Regions from separate parts of the Mus musculus genome. Here region 2 is linked to region 1. Evidence: chromatin contacts called from public HiCAR-type data. All regions are on one chromosome and are shown on one strand. The core of a region is the stretch at or near the end of the contact, and the rest is flanking DNA. Distances in the headings are between cores, read along the strand shown.

Region 1 (5,855 bases), core at 1,846-4,345:
CCTCCCAAGTGCTGGGATTAAAGGTGTGTGCCACCACTGCCCAGCTGGAACACAGTTTCTTTGTGTTCTCATAAAAAACTTCTCAGAAAATTTCTCCTCAGTGATGCTGGTCTCTTCTTAATCACTAATAATTTTCTTAACTCCAGCTAACCAGCATCAATTGTCCCAGTAGTCCCTTCTATTCTTGATTCTAAAGCCAGAGCCATATGGCCAAAGATGACAAGTTCTGCTGCTTGTAGGAGCTGGAACATGGTCCCTTTTTTCTTTTACAATATCATTAGCCTCCTCTTTTCCAACTCCTTCAGGGCCTAAGTTTGATTGTCCTGGATCTTGCTCTGTAGACTGACCTTGAACTCAGAGATCTGCATGCCTGTCTCCTCCTGTGGTTAAAGGCATGTACCACCGAACCTGATTTAAGCTTTTCTTCACCTAGAACTTGCTCTGTCCCAGCCTGGCCTTGAACTCAGAGATCTGCTTGGCTTTATCTCCTAGAATTAAGGGTGTGTACCACCATCAACACATCTGTCTTCTGGGATTAAAGGTGTGTACTACCACACCTGATATAAGTTTTTCTTCACTTAGAATTTGCTCTGTCCCAGGCTGGCCTTGAACTCAGAGATCTGCTTGACTTTATGTCTTGGGATGAAAGGTGTGTACCACCATGCCTGGATCTATATTTAGCTAGATATGATCTTGCCCCAGAGTCTCACTCCCTTAATTCAATGCAATATCCTTGAACATGGGATTCAGCTCCATTTTACTTCCTGGTGACCCTTTAATGCTCAGACCATATGTTTTATATTTTTTCCTTTCTAAGCTTGCTACAGTTGTTCAAAATGCTCTTCAGGAGAATTAACCAGAGAACAAAGTCTATGCTGGCCATTTCTGAGACTTCTTTTGTCAATGTAATTAAGATAAATATCTTTGCCTTAGCTTTATGTAGACTCTTTAGACAGGACAAAAAAGGAGCCACATTCTTCACCAAAATACCACAAAAACAATCTTTACGCCACATACTGAAATTCTTCTCCTCTGAAACCCCTTAGGCCAAGTCTGCACAATTAAAATCACTTTCAGTGACAAAGTCTTCCATGTTTTCACTAGGATAGCCCATTAAGCCCCATTTAAAGCATTCCCCTGCTTTTCAGATCCAAAGTCCCCAAATCCACATTTTTCCAAACAAAAGCAGGCTCAGGCCTACGACAGCAATATCCCAGTCCCTGGTACCAACTTCTGTCTTAGGTTTTTACTGCTTTGAACAGACACCATGACCAATGCAAGTCTGTTAAAGGACAACATTTAATTGCGGCTGGCTTACAGGTTCAGAGATTCAGTCCATTATTGTCAAGGCGGGAGCATGGCAATTAGGCAGGCATGGTGCAAGAGGAACTGAAAGTTCTACCTCGTCATCTAAAGCCTGCTAAAGGAAAACTTCCAGGCAGCCCACAGTCACACACCTACTCCAACAAGGCCATATCTCCTAATAATCTCCTAATAGTGCCACTACCTGGGCCAAGCATATACAAACCATCACAACCATCTTCTGTAGTTTCTCTGGACTTGTAAGATAGACACACTATTTTCTTTTTCTTTTTGCTGACATGGTCTCTCTTAGGATGCCCAGTGTGGCCTTGAGCTCCCGATTGTCTTGCTTCAGCATCCAGAGCATTGAGATTATAAATGTGCACCACCATACCCTGGGTACAGGATGAGCTGAACACTCAATGCATGCAAATCTACTAGAATCTTACCAATTGACCACAGGGAGAAAAATAAAGTTTGAAGTAACAGAAAAGTCAGGCTAGCACTAGAATTATTTTTCATTACAAGAGGAAAAGAAATGGGATGTTTTAAATACATTGATTTTTCACATAAGTACATACTCCCTGTTAAGTCCTCCTTTATCTGTTTACCTGTACAGAAGAAAAATCAGAGGTGCCAAAGGATTAAACAAAGGGTCTTTCAGTTACAATGTAAGGGAACCAGGGTTGGAACTCAGCAAACCTGGCTTTGGAATTTGACAAACTTGCCTTGGCTTCTGAATAAAACTAAGTACTTACCTATTGTTTTTGAAATATGTCATGCTGTTGTTGAGATAATATCTATTATGCTCTCTTCCATAACTGAAGACATAATGGGACAAGTTATAATTCTAGTCTGGCAGTTTTCAAGGTTGCTTACATTCTTTTTGCCTCCTTTTTCGCAGGAGAAACAGGGTTTTTGAGCTTTGAGTTGGCTCAGTGGTTTAAGAGGGTTGTCTGTTCTTCCTAGAGTTCTTGAGTTCAATTCCCAGCAACCACATGGTGGCTCACACCCTCTTTCTGGCAAAGAGGTGTACACGAAGGTAGAGCACTCAAAATAAATTAACATTAAAACAAAAACAAGAAACAGGGTTGCACTGAGTGACCAACCTCACAGGAACCTCACCTTCCCACTTTCAGATGTACTTTCAACATACCTACTGTTGAAATGAGGTCAAGCTGAGGGAGGGAAAGAGCTGGAAAAGCCCGAGCCCCGTGCAAACTTTGCTGTGTTAAAGCAACACAGCGTGGTCTTGCCTACAAAGCAGTGTGCAATACAGTGGGCTCCCGCCTTTTGGGGAATTGAGGATTAAGAGACTAACATGACAGAGGCAGGCTTGGGCTCTAATGGCCTCTCAATGACACATCGCCTAAGGGTGAGACCTGAGTTTTCTGGTCACCTGGCCACTTATGAATAAAAGCTCTTTATTACGACCGCGCGAGCGATGACCGCTCAACAGCGAAGCTTTCTGCAGGCTGAAAAGGCCCACGAGGGGCGCCGGAGAGCCCTGTCCTCTAGGGCGGGGACGCAGGGCCCGGCGCACCCTCTAAAGCGCCTGCGCGCGATGCGCCCCAGGGAAGGATGAGGAAATCGTCGACTCACTTCCGCTTCCGCACACCTTGGCACCGCCCCTCGGAGGGTGGCGACGGAAGTGACGCAAGGACCAAACGGCAACAACAGTTTTCCACGTGCGCGTAGGGCGCCAAAGTCAGGTGGGCCGGCGGGAGCCAATGGGGAAGCGTTTCGTGTAGGTCGGCTCTATAAGCGGTCGCGCCAGCCACGGGCTCCCGCCAGTAGGGAACGGGCCGAGCTGGGAGGAGGCTACTCGGCGTTCGGAGGCGAGGTCGGAGCCTGTGCGGCCGGGGTCAGGGAACCGGAGCCGGGCCGCCGCGCTGTGGAGAAGCTGCGTCGGGGCGCACAGGTAAGGACCGGGGAGGGTGGCGCCGAGTCGGGTCCCGCTTTGTGTTCCGCCTTGGCCTTGGTGTCCTACCACCTATCAGCCGCGTTGGGAAGCCAAGCGACGCGACTGTACCCCGAGATGGCTGCGTCACAGCTCGTGCTTGCGGTGGGGTTGGGGGGTCGTCTTCCCCGAGGCCAGGCCGGCAGGTCGCGGAGCTCGCCGGCAGGGCCGGAGCATGGAGCTGACGCTCTGAGTGGAGTGGGCCGGGACGCCGGACCGGCCAGCCCTCCAGCGGGTTCGGGGAGGGCGATCCCATTGTTTGGGCAGAGTGGGTTTGATGGGGAAGCTAAAGCTCGGGCACTAAAAACATCTCCAGGGGCAGCTTGAAGCGGCGGGATCTCGTTTGTCACCGAGCCGCCTTGCTGTCAGTTGTGGACCAGCCCTTTGACTAGCGAACAACCGCAGCCTCTGGCGACCATCATCGGACATGCTCCGCTTACATTAACTTTAAAAAAAAAAATCTACTTTTTTTTTTAAGTCAGGGTAGATCTGGCTGCCCTGGAGCTCACTATGGAGACCAGGCTGATTTTGAACTCAAAGTGATCCCCGCCTGCCCCTGCCTTCTGAGTGCTGCGATTAAAGGCGTGGGGCACAACGCCAGGCTTTCTGCTTGAGTTCTTTAGAGAGTTTGTACTTGGTACGCGTGACTATGACTAAGTCTCGGGAAAAAAGTAATCTACCTGCTAATTATGCTTAGGATAGGCCACAGGAGAGGTTGGCTGGCAGTTTCCACAAACCATAGTGCCTTTTTCATCAGCCCTGTTATGTCATCATAGGTCATTAAGGACTTCTGTGGTACAGCATTCAAAAAAGCAAAGAAATACACTTCATCTCGAATCATTATGTGTTACCAATAGTTCTTAGGTAAAACTTTGTTTTAAAGAGAAACATTTTACTTGCTGAGAAATCTGGGAAGCCCAGTAATAACCCAACTTATCCAAAGTATAAACTTTTCTTCCTCTGGTAGCTCAGCTTTCAAAGAAGTATAAGTTTTACTAATTGTGAGCCTTAAGCAGATGTTATTTACCGATATTTCTGAAGTATTTGGGAAGTTAAATTTATGCAAACAGACTATTTTAACCACTTTAAGATCAAATAGATTTTACAGATTTGAGAAAAATCTTTCCTTCCCCACCTTTGCCTTTCTTCCTGCGGTTCTAGCCAAACACAGAAAAGACAGATTTCTTTTTCAGTAATTGGTTTATATTCTGAAATTAAATGTGGTAATGAAGACAGCGCTGAGGAAGCTGGGGTAGATCAGGAGCCACCTCAGGAAAATGCAGTATTAAATAATAATATAAACAAGTAATAATACCTTTTGTATCACAGGCAGACAAGTTCACCATCAAGTAGTAGAAATCCTAAGCCTTCCTAAGAAACTATCAGTTTTATCTTTCCAGTAGATAAGAAAAGCCTTGCTAATAGACTCTAATATCAGAAGTACAAGAGCGTGACTAATGTGATACTATGTGCATAACAGCTTGATGCTGCTGTCTCAACACCAGAGCTTTATTGAGTTGGATTTTTTTTTTAAGTCTTAAAATTTGTTCCTTGGACTTAAAAAGACACTATGTTTTTCTTTCTTAGGTTATTAGAAATGGCTACTCCACAGTCAGTTTTCGTCTTTGCAATCTGCATTTTAATGATAACAGAATTAATCCTGGCCTCCAAAAGCTACTATGATATCTTAGGTGTGCCAAAGTCTGCCTCAGAGCGACAAATCAAAAAGGCCTTTCACAAATTAGCCATGAAGTACCACCCTGACAAAAATAAAAGCCCTGATGCTGAAGCAAAATTCAGAGAGATTGCAGAAGGTAAGTAAATGTTGCTGAGGTCCCATGGGTATTTAATAAGCTAATGGTAGCTGATAATTTTGTAAGTCTTAAAGATGTTATGGAGATGGGAGAGGTGTATGTAGGATTTTGTAGTTTGTTAGAATAAATACTTGGTTCCTGAATAAGTAAATTAATTGTGGTATGTCATTTTATTGTTTTACAGTTTTAAAGATGTTGGCAGGGTATCATTTATCTTTTTTTTGTTGTTGTTGTTATTTATGAAACCACTCTGTCTAAAAAGGAGTATTTGAACACCAAAATGATCAACTAACTTAGTAAATATCAATTTACTTAGTAAATTAATCTATTTCATCTACATTTCAAACCAATGTGTATTTAAAAATATGTAAAGAACATTTTGTCATAATACTAGGGCTAAAAGAAACCATACATATATCATGGGCATTAAGTAGTTAATGGTGAGTAGGCTTATGTAGGGGGATGGAATTAAACATTTACTTCAACTAGTAAGAAAGTAAAAAATCTGATTTTCTATTAGCTGAATACATTTGATAATTTATTTCTTTAACAGTTAAAACGTTTTCTAACTTATATTTTAGCTTTATTATGTATAATAGTTTGTCATATATTTGAAGTTTGCATATACACAATTTGGGATATTTTATCTTCCAATTCCTAAAAGGTTTTTATCTGTTTCAGCGTATGAAACACTCTCGGATGCCAATAGTCGGAAAGAGTATGACACAATTGGACACAGTGCTTTTACCAATGGCAAAGGACAAAGAGGCAATGGGAGT
Region 2 (5,855 bases), core at 1,047-3,546, 320 kb before region 1:
CAAATCACCTTGGGAAAGGATTTATTTGGTGTGTACTTCAAATTGCAATTAATCTTCAAGGGAAGTCAGGGCAGTCACCCATGTAGGAACCTGGGGACAGAAACCATGGATGAAAGGAGCTTGCTAGTGTGCTCTCTCCATCACTCCCTGGCTCATGCTCAGCTAGCTCTCTTGTATAATTGAGACTCACCTGCCTAGGGACGATACCACCCATTGTCAGGTAAGCCTTCCCACACTAAGCAGCAGTTAAGGTACTCCCTTACCTGCATGGCAATATATTTATCACATATGGACAACTGTGAATTTGAGACAGCCAGACATGATTCTAGTCTGTGTCAAATTGACAGCCTGGGAGAGCATTATTGAGTGCTTCCCTGTGTAGCAATCCCATTTAGGATCCTCCATATGGAAAGTTATAAGTTATCCTGTCTTCCCAACAATCCCTCATAGAAAATTCGCGAGCTGATGACAAGTCGACTCAATGGGTAAAAGTGCTTGCTGCAAAGCTGACAGCCAGAGTTTACTTAGCCCCACATGGTAGAAGGAAAGAATGGACTCCCACAAGTTGTCCTCTTAACGTTTGCACGTGTGCTGCCCCCACATGCACAGCCTTTCTCCCTAGCACAATAAATACAATGAAATTTTATAACAAATTCTAGCATCCTACTCACTGATAAGGACTCCACCATGCCAGCTGGTAGTCAGTTGCTGAGTTCACACACACACTAATACATGAAGTGCCAGACCTAGGTAGCTGGTTCTTACGAAAAGTTCTGCTGTTTCTATTCCTTTTACTTTTACTCTGTCATATCCTATACCAATCAAGCACCTCTCCTCCTTCCACATATAATTACCGTGCAACCTGTCTGTAAGCAAGCACATTTTGCCCTTGATAACTTTTTGAAAGGGCTGATGGAGTCCTACTATGTACAAAGGGTTTTCACATGTCTGCTCACGGTACTCTACCAGGGGTGTCTTCATGCTGTTTTCCACATTACCAGGGATTCCTCACATTATACCACATGACAGCCTTGGTCTATTAAAAGAATAACAGGTTAAGATAATAGAGAGGAGACAGTCTTTAAAAGGCTAGTTTTCTGCATGGGTAGGTAAAGGGAGGGGGTTGAGAGTTCAAGACCAGCATGGACTACAAAGCAAGACCCTGACTTCAAAACTGCAACAGTAACAATAACAGTAACAGTAACAATGACAATAACAATAACAGAGTTCATTCTGTAATAGGTAATAAAAATCAATCAGGAGAGTTCTGGGCATGGCCAGGGTTCCCTTCAACTCCTACACACCGACAAAGCAGATGAACACTGACAATTCAGAGTCTTACTTACACTACAGTTTCAGAGCCAGCTGCGCTCTGGCTTCCAGGCTATCCTCTGCAGTCACTCTCCTCAAAGGGACTGGTTAATTATTTTCTCAAAGGCCTTCTATGGTGAGATACTGAGAGACCCAATATTAGTACATTCTAGCCTTTAACCGGTACTTAAAGCCCTCAGTGATCTAACTGATATATTCTAGCAGCTGATTTATTCTAGTTACCCATAACTAGAATAAAATAAAGAGCCAGCAGCCAAGCTTTGCCATCACGAAGTAGTTACAATTCCCACATTTCACAAACACTTTAAAGGATATTTCATAACTCAATAGAAAAAAAGTCGCATTGCCTTATAGTGTTTTAGATGTAGAAAATTGATAGAGCTTTTGAGACAGGATGTTAGATCATTAGAACTACCAAAGTCTTTTGGTAAAATCTAGTTATTTCTAATACATTATATTATATGGACATCAACTCTTTTCTCAGCAGAGTAATGACAGGAAAAGAAAGAACGTAATAGGAGACTGTGATATGAAGGAGAGATGTAGGAAAACACATAAGATGCGGTTAACACAAAGTTAATGTGCACCAGGCCAGTGGCAACTGGAGCAAGAAGCGCACCTGTTCCACGCTTGTCAAGCCAGGTGTTCAGCAGATGCTGTTCAGATTTCTTCTGGGTGAGAGAGCAGACAGTGAGAGTGAAGGTGGTTGGAGTAGAAGAGAAAAGGGTGTTCTTCAAATAAGAAGAGACGCACCCTTCTTGACCCACAGGAGACTACACCATTCTCAACGTCTGCCGCTTTGTCTCCTATAACTACACCACCCCCACCACGTTCCCAAGCCTGACCAAGGCTAAAAGAATCAGAGTGGGTGTCTGCTCAAAGATGGGTGGGATGTATAAAGGCTGTGAGATGACTTGGTGACTTGAAAGGGAATTAAGAGTGACCCACTAAATACTAACACATTCCTTTTCTGCGTTAAGGGTGACTAGGAAACAGGAAGAAAGAGTGAGACAGCAGTTTGGAGCAAGAACAAAGGTCACACAGACAGCAATATGAGCAACCATGAGTAAGCGGAGGATAGATGAGGTATTAAATGGGGAATGAACGTGGGGTCAGCCAAGAGCTGTAGGAGCAGAAACAGGTTCTTGTGACCATGGCACTGACAGGACATTTGACAAATGATTAGCACCTGCCACCCTTGTGTGGCTGTGATAACCAGGCTAGAGCCCAAACACTGCTCTAGAACTCTAGGAGGATTGGCAGAATTGGACTGTGATTAAGGTGTCTTCTTCTCTCTTTTCCACCCTGACCTTTACAACAAACATAGAAGGAAGGTAGAATGTTACATGGGCAGCCTCTCGGCAGCACTGTTTTCTGTCATCCCTACCCTTACATAGTTCCCTCTTACAGTAACTCTGGGTTTGGCCAGATGACTAAGCTTCGGCATTGAAATTCTGGCAGGTATCCTAGGAGCAGGGGTGTGATGAACATGGGAAGTAGGAACTGAACTAATGATGATTGAAGGTCCATGGAAAGAGACCTTGGAAGGAGAAAAAACATCCTTTGAGGCTTTCTGGCCTCAGTTGAAAGCAGTAGAGTCAGCGATTTGTTAAACCACATACAACAGCCTCCCTGCCAACCCGTGGATGTGGTCAGTGTTGTTTTAAACCACAGGATTTTGATGCGGCTTGTTATACACCCACAGATATCTTCAGCAATGGATGAAGACAAGTTAAGGTATTTTTCTAACCAGAAAGAACCCAACACATATTAGCAGGACTGACAAACCCAAAGCACTGGTATCTTTCCAAGATCATGGCTGTACACACTGGAATTCAAACTGACCAAATTGTCTTGTAACAGATTCCCCCCCTCCCTGAAGCTGACATATCTTTTTGCATTTTTTAGAAGCTAGTATTCTTTGTATATATTAGTGTACCCTAAAGGTACATACTTGGGTTGTGTTTCTCACAGGTATCTACAGTCAGCAAATAAGCAAATGACAATTAACAATAGTATTAGTTTTCCATAAATTTCTTATACTAAAGCGATTGTATATAGTGCCCAATTTTCTGTCTTAGGCATTATATCCATTTATTTCTAATGTAGAAAAGCAAAAGTGAAGCTAGAAACAGGTTGAAGGGCTTCAGTACTATTGACTTCTCCTCCTTTTCTGTCTCCAGCAACCACAGCAGTGTTCTGACGGTGCTCAGCCTGGTCCTTGCTCTCTCATGCTCTAAATAAACAGCATCAGAAGAAGGAGTTGTGTGGAAAAGAAAAATAGTCAAGCCATAGAAACCGGCCTCCCTTCATCACTGGGTTCATCTGCCAACTGATTGCTTTTATATAATACAAGAGTTAGTTAGAAAACTTCTCTAACAGTGACGTCTAAAAAAGAAATGTATATATATGGCAATTTACTTTTGAATACTGGCATTGACAGTGAGGCATTTAGAAAGATTTCTAGTGACTAAGACAAGCTTCAGCCCTGCTTACCTTCCTGTCAACTGGAATTTCTCTGCTGACACTGAAAAGGTGCAAGGCTCAGATGTAGGTTATTAAAACCTTAGCAAAAATGCTGGCATTGATATTTTTGGTGAATGATGCTTTATCTTTTAGTCAAGCAAATAACCCGTGTCAAAATAGCAGCCATTTAGGAATACAAAAAGCATTTTTGGAGTGCTTGCAAGGTTGTTATTTGTGGGGGGGGGGGGGGTAGGGAGACTATGTCAGGTTTCTAAGAAAACTGTTACTGTTGCTGAAATAAAACTTTTAAGACAAGGATGTGTCACAAGGGAAAGTATCTCAATATGTGCAAATTTCCTAACAGTGCAAAGCAAGGAGGAGAGGAACAAAAGGGGGGAGTAACCTATACTGCCACAAGAAATTGTCTAGCATCTCAGTGCTTAACACAATATAATTTATGTCTCTCTTGTACTAATGTCCAGAAAAGGTGTCGGGGTCCTTGGCTCCAGCCCCTCTGAGGATCTCACCTTTTGATGATGTCATCTCAACAAACAGCCTCCTGAGTCTCCGTGCCTTACCTTTCTCTACCCAGAAGCAGAAGCAACACACTTTTTTTTTTCCCCATGGATTGGCCAGACATAGTCAGTGATTCCAACCTTGGAGAGTCAGAAAATGTCAGGGTACATGAAGAGTATTTAGTAGGTACTAATATTCCATCATTGAGAGCAGACCCTATTTCTTTTCATCCAGAATTGCTTTAAGAAAGAATCTTAGAAGTAATATTCAGCAGGATTTGCATCTTGTTGCTCTATCTCCATGATAAGTCATAGAGCAGAAAGCTTGGATGATGGTATAGATCGGACTGGCTCAAGACGCCTCCTTTGTCTCCTTCCAACCTACATTTCTGAATTCTTTTCCTCCTATAATCTGGCTTTTCTTTAAACATGGGTCTAGAGATAGAAGCAAAACCCCAGATTTATTAAAACCCAATAGACATCATTTTTACCACTCCACAGCCTTTTGTAATACTCACAGCAACATTTCAAAATAAATCGTACTAAGGTATCCAAGCCATGTATAATCGCAACAGAACCATGAAAGTGAAGGATAGAAGCTGACAAGACATGAAGAATTACATTTTCCACTTCTTATCAGTGTTGAGAAAGTTGTATTAACATAAACTCCAGAGCTGGAAATTGCTCGTTGGAGCCAGAAGCTGTTTCATACTAAGCACAAATCTCATCAGTTTTTAGTTGATACACAGTGAATATCACACAGGATTCACCAGTAGGACAGGGAAGCCATACATGACAGGTTCAACTCCTGATACATTGCATTTTCTTCAAACAGACCACGTGAAAATCAGAAAATATTTTAAAAAGAGAAAAAGCAAACCAATGAGCATTCATTTGCTTGAAAGGGAAATGTATCAAATCTATCCCAAAGAGAACGTCTACCCTGAACGTTTTAATGCAGTTCAATTTCCAGGACGTTCCATACTAGAAGGCCATGTTCTCTACAAGAACATAAGCATAAGAAAGTATGCCTGTTGGAAACGACATTTTTCTGTAATATGAGAGTTAATCAACCCAACATTTTGACTAAACTTTGGAATATTCTTCTGCCTGTACTGAAAGCAAGATGTGCCAGGAACCCCTTTTCCCGAAACCATTTACACAGACTCCATAGAAATTGTATTCCACTGCAAAGGCATGAGACAGTGTCCAGGGAGCAGGCAGGAAAAGCACTGGAAAGAACATGGCCCTTTCCCTCTCTCCAGTGAAAGAATCAGGGCGAAAGAGATTTGGGGTTAGACTGAAGTTGATGGATGGCATTAAGCCTAGAATTACTGTGTCCTTCGGTGTTCCTAGTTTAAATTTTTATATAATAATTTTTGTGGGCAAAATGAGCACTTGTAATCTAAAACTAAATATACTTATTCCTCTGAACGTGGGAAGAAGGGAGAATATGAGAAGAAACGAACAGATCGGGCAAAACCCAACATTTTAGATGAAATAGATATGAAGTTATATTATGACTTTTACTCTTTTCACTTA

Evidence for each region. HiCAR-type assays count read pairs that join an accessible place to other places.
Region 2: a contact with region 1 is called in a HiCAR-type map of astrocytes, with 2.3 times the contacts expected there. The contact joins the enhancer-like site here to the promoter of Dnajb9 in region 1. A contact is called at or near these places in 3 of 39 promoter capture datasets (cranial neural crest, liver and neural stem cells), 4 of 115 datasets of contacts at active chromatin or transcription factors (astrocytes, bone marrow-derived macrophages, embryonic stem cells and 1 more) and 1 of 9 other capture datasets (adipose tissue).

Annotation. Positions count from the first base shown.
Region 1 is chr12:44,207,308-44,213,162 of GRCm38.p6, reverse strand. It overlaps Dnajb9 (DnaJ heat shock protein family (Hsp40) member B9), which reads left to right and starts at 3,095. Exons shown (of 3, transcript NM_013760.4): 1 at 3,095-3,223; 2 at 4,850-5,076; 3 at 5,758-5,855. The coding sequence starts at 4,860. Mir5627 (microRNA 5627) reads right to left here and starts at 2,850; the gene lies at 2,790-2,850.
Region 2 is chr12:44,521,907-44,527,761 of GRCm38.p6, reverse strand. All of the region lies in intron 3 of Nrcam (neuronal cell adhesion molecule), which reads right to left. Among named protein-coding and RNA genes, the nearest start is that of Nrcam, 200 kb to the right of the region's middle. Within about 2 kb of position 2,296, at least 27 of the 459 cell types and tissues checked have an H3K27ac peak or open chromatin away from gene starts, as enhancers often do. A contact at or near this core is called in astrocytes, where this site is marked.